2 separate regions of the Lactuca sativa genome follow, and region 2 is linked to region 1. A link is a contact called in public Hi-C data. All regions are on one chromosome and are shown on one strand. Each heading gives the region's core, a stretch centred on a gene start, on an enhancer-like site or on the middle of the called end of the contact. The rest is flanking DNA. Distances are from core to core; before and after follow the strand shown.

Region 1 (2,723 bases), core at 86-2,585:
CACAGATTTCAAAACAGCTTGTCTTACTGAATCTTGAAACGGGTTACTATTCCTTGTGGTATTCCCACAAACAGCAGTGTCGTTAGGTCCAGAATACTCATCGAAGAAACTGTAGTTCTGGAATCGCATAAAACAGCCATCGAGATAAACCCTAGCTCCAGTGTAAGGAAAGCAACGGGAGACAAGATAATGGGCTGAATCATAACAGATGATGCAATCGCTTGTAGAAAGATCGCCATAGCATTGAGAAAGCCCGAAATTACCATCGGGTCCTGTGCCTGAATTTGCTGTTCCGAGAAGAGAAGATTGTACTTGGGTCCCGATCTTATCGGCTGTTTGGATGAAGTTTGAACTGAAGAGTATTGGGTTGTTTTCTATCTGATTATTGCATGATAATTGGATCATTTCGTTTCTAGGAGCCCCCTCTGATGTAGTTACTATAAGTAAAAGTATGATGAAGTTGATAAGAATAGATTCCATTGCTATCGATTTCTTCAAAGCGGAAGTGAATTGAACTTGTTGATCTGGGTTGATTATGAGAATATGATATATGGTTCGATTCCTTCTTCATTTGCAGACGAAATTGCTAAAATAGGTTTTCTTCTGGTAGTGAGGCTGTTGAACAAACAATTGTAAATTAGGTAAATTCTTTGAGTCGAAGCAAAGATAAAGATGATGATGATATCATGGACTATATTTATTGCAATGTTCCCAAATTAGAAAATTCAAGTAGAAATTTACTTGTTCACACAATCGAATAAGTTAATTTTGCTCATTGCAATTCACGAATTCCAACGTTTTTGTATAGATTCGATTTCATTCAAGCAATAAAAAAATAGATATATTTTAGTCTCAAAAGTATATAATCAGATAGTACATAATCGGTTGGAAACAAAACTGAAATCGAGCAAATAGCAATTTGCAGGTCTGGATCAAAAGTAAACTTGAAAAAAAAAAGGCAAAAACGATATCAATTCAAAAGAATTAAAGAACTAACCAGCATAATTGAAATTTTCAGCTTCGATTATGGTTTTACATTCAAATCAAATGTACTGATGGAAAAAAAATGAGAGAGGAAGGAAGAATAGAACTTCAGCATCGATTGTAGTAGAAATTCAGCTGCTGGATCGAATAGAGCAGGTGTTGGATTTGAATTCTTACCATTTGTTGCAGTTTGAGTTGGAATGGAAGCCCTGTTGAAGAAGAGAGTACAAATGTTGATTTTTTTTTGGAAAGCGGAATGATTCAGACAGGAAGGTTGGCTGCAGGTTGAAGAATCCATTCTATTCAATGGTTGTTGACGCTGACGCTATTGACCTATTTGGACCTTCAACACGTTTATTAGGTAAAAAACCATTTTCTAAATCGATTGGCATATATATATTTATAAAAAGTTTTTTCTTTTTCTTTGTTTTACTGTATCTATACTAAAAATACTAAAATTCTAAGTTGTTTTGTCTTAGGGTGAGATGTATTTGGTTTGTAACAGAAAAAACTGAAACTCAAATCAAATTGAAATTGAATTCATACCAAATCAAATTCCAATTCGTTTTTTTTTTTTTTTTAATTTCAAACAATACCGAATTTCAATGTTTCTTTCAAGCTCCCACCGATGATTCTCCGCTCCCTCACGCTACTTTATAACGCCAATTGTTCGGCTCTTTGGTCTACCTAACTGTCATTCGTGTGGACATTGCCTATGCAACTCCTGTTGCTAGTCAATTTATATCATCTCTACGTACCTCTTGCTATATTATTGTTGTAAGAATTCTTCGATATATAAAAGGGTGAATGTTTTGTGGCTTACATTTTTCATCAGCATCCTCCTTGGAGCTTTGTGGGTACTCTCATGTTAATTGGAATGAAGATGCTATTGATCGTCGCTCAACAATGGGTGATTGTTTTTTCCTTGGTTCCTCCCTTGTCTTCAGGCATAATAACCAATATCTCACTGACTGCTCTTCAACAGAACTTGAATATCGTGTTATTGTTGACACCACCCAAGAACTTGTTTGGCTTCGATTGGCATGGGTATCGCTCAATCATCCAATACAGTTCTTTGGTGCGACAACTACAATGTCATTTGAATACCTCATAATGATATTTTTCACGAACGTATCAAACAAATACACATTGATTTTCATTTTGTTCACCAACATGTTCTTTATGATATTATTCGCCTTCTATCAATCTCTACCACTAATCAAACATATCTCTTCACCAAAGCTCTCCTGCATGGTCACAATTCTCCAAAGTCAAATTGGTCTCTCATCAAGCACCCCGAGTTTGAAAGAAGGGGGAGGGTGGAAGGGGTGTTAACGACATTTAGAATTTATCAACTTTTTTTTTATATATGTTTTGTAATTAGCCTTTTCCTAAGTTAGATCAAAGTTTAAGTCTATATATTGTCAATATAACTCATTGTAACAAATACATCATCAATACCATCTTTCATATCAAACGTTTTGGCATATAACCGTGGGAGTTTTAATTAACATAAACTGTCAATTTCTTTCTATATGTAAACTATGATATCTTGTTGAAAACACTTAGAATATTTTAAATGTAAGTTATAAATTGTTGGGTCACCCAACAAGTGGTAGATCGAGAACAAAATCTAACTGGATCCAAAAAATACATAGAAATATAAAATTCTAAATAATATACTTTTGGGGTTTTTTTCAATAAAAAAATGTCAATGAGGATATTTAATGAAAAAATAG
Region 2 (2,723 bases), core at 154-2,653, 150 kb before region 1:
TTTATGTATGTTACGTACATTTTATATATGTTTTTATGTATTACGTATTTATATGTATTTTTACGTATTTATGTATTTCTTAAAGTTTTTATATTTATTTTTATGTATTTTAAATGTATAAACATATTGTTTTACGTATTTATTTGTATTTTTTAAGTATTTTACATATTTTTTGTGTATTTTTATGTGTTTTTATGTATTACGTTTTTATACGTATTTTTACTTATTTCTACATTTTTTATTTAGATGTTTATGTATTTTTCTGTATTTAAAAATATAACTTTATTATTTTTATATATTTATGTATCTTTTTACTTCAAGAATGTTCACAATTTCATTTAATTCGCACAACTTTTTTCAGTACGTCAAGATGGTTTTTTCTGTATACATACATATTTTAAGCATTTCCCATGCGATGTTTAATTTCAACCATCCAGACATACTTGGGAAAATTATACAAATTATATTAAATGGTGAAAAAAAGGCTTGAAGTAAAAAATACATAAATATATAAAACAAAATATAGTTATACATTTAAAAAACATAAAAATACATAAACATCCATATAAAAGACTTTAAAAAAAATACATAAATACATAAAAATACATATAAATATGTAATAAATAAAAAACACATAAAAATATGTAAAATAGTTAAAAGTACATATAAATACATAAAAAATGCATTTATACACTTAAAATACATAAAAATATATAACCATTTATATAAAAAAAACTTTAAAAAAATACATAAATACATAGTAATTAAAAAATAATACATAAAAATAAATAAAAAAAATATGGAAAATACTTCAAAATATATATAATTATGTAAAAAAATACATTTACAAATTTAAAATACATAAAAAATATAAACATATACATATAAAAATTAAAAAAATACATTAATACGGAAAAATAGATATAAATATTTAAAATATTAAACGTAAAAAAATTTATAAAAAAATATGTGAAATTTACTTAAAAATACATATATATATGCAAAAACACGTTAATATATTTAAAATACATAAAAATACGTAAACATATACATATAATAAATTTAAAAAAATACATAAATATATAAAAATAGATATAAATATTTAAAAAGTATATTTATACGTTATATACTCGTTTTGATGAAATACACAGAAAAGTATATTTGTTTTTGAAAAATTAACAATTTTGTCTCATGGTTGCTGAACAGGTCAAAAATAATTAAAATTAATAAATTAGTCGGTTTTTTGAACTTTTCTATTTAAAAGATTAAAAAGTTTCTATTAAAAAAATAAAATTTAAGACTTTATTAAAACTTTTGCAAAAATATTATAATTTTTCTAAAATTTTATCTATTTAAAGTGAAAGAAAGATATAAGCGAGCGAAAAATTAAATATCATTTTATTTTTTTGTTTTTATTGATCTTTGAAAGAGAGAAGTAAAAAAGAAATTTAATAGATTTTATATGAATAAAAAAACAAGAGAATATTTAGTTTTATAAAGGAAAACAATCGCCTCCTTTCATATTGGCTATGGTTCTTGATGGCTCAAACACAAATGCGCTAAAAAGCAGTTTTTACCTCTTCGGTTCATTCCACAACCTCCAAAGTCTCCGACTTCATCCTCCTTTCTCTCTCTAGAAACCGTTTCTCTCTCATTTTATCTTCAAACTTCAATCCCTACCAAATCCAAAAGCGTCGCCTAATAATTAAACTAATCTAAAGCTAAAGCACGAACCTAAAATCATGTTCACTTACATATATGTATAAACGCACTACTAAGTTATCATCCATCCTCTCAAATTTCTCATCAGAAAAAAGGAATTTTCTCATGGCATTCTCTTGTTTCTGAGAGAATCAATCATATATCGGTACTTGTGATCGTCATGGATCAAATGTATGGCTTCCACTCGACATCCGATTACACAATTCCACCGGAAAACAACCTGATTCTTCCGTCGGAGCACCACGGATTTCATCCACCCGTCTATCACAGCTGGCCGTTTTACGGATCCGATGAGTTGCTATCTGCTGCTGCCTCAGTCGTAACGGATGCGGTTTCGATTGATACTACTCATCAGATTATTCTTCCAAAACGTCGAACCAATCGACAACATGATCTTCAAGCAAAAAATAACGGAGATAACGATGATGATGATGATACTTCTCGCGATACAATCAAGCACAAAATCGCGTCTCATCCTTCCTACTCCAAGTTGCTCGATGCTTATATTGATTGCCACAAGGTTTTAAAAGCAAAATATCGCGATTTCTGAAGCGCTTTTTCCTGTTTTCTTCAACATTTTGTTCCTTTTTCGTTGCGAAATTAGTATTCCAATAGGGAACTACTAAGTTTGCATCACTAACCTTTTTTTGTGGACGATGAACGTACGCGTAATATGAGTGATTTAACCGAGCCTAGCTAAATCCTCGATTTATCTAACATTTATAAATAAATATTCTTCAATGGCAACCGAAATTTTCGTCTATATATGAATAAATTCTTATTAATTGTTGCCTTTTTTCTGTTACACAGGTAGGAGCGCCACCGGAAATCGCGTGTTTGTTGGATGATATCCGTCTCGAAAATGGCGCTCGTAAACGAAACGCAACCGCTTCCACTTGCTTAGGAGTCGATCCTGAGCTCGACGAATTCATGGTTCGTCTCTCCATTACTTCGAATTTTCCATCACTCGATTACACATCACGAACACACAGAAATTCTTC

Evidence for each region. A called contact is a pair of places that touch in the nucleus more often than the background predicts.
Region 2: a Hi-C map of seed shows a contact between it and region 1, with 5 times the contacts expected there. The contact joins the promoter of LOC111902021 here to the promoter of LOC111902017 in region 1. A contact is called at or near these places in 2 of 4 Hi-C or Micro-C datasets (leaf and seed).

The regions. Positions count from the first base shown.
Region 1 is chr8:292,496,951-292,499,673 of Lsat_Salinas_v11, reverse strand. It overlaps LOC111902017 (cysteine-rich receptor-like protein kinase 2), which reads right to left and starts at 1,335. Exons shown (of 7, transcript XM_023897887.3): 1 at 1,162-1,335; 2 at 1-615. The coding sequence starts at 480.
Region 2 is chr8:292,650,117-292,652,839 of Lsat_Salinas_v11, reverse strand. It overlaps LOC111902021 (homeobox protein knotted-1-like 6), which reads left to right and starts at 1,403. Exons shown (of 5, transcript XM_023897893.3): 1 at 1,403-2,242; 2 at 2,533-2,655. The coding sequence starts at 1,883.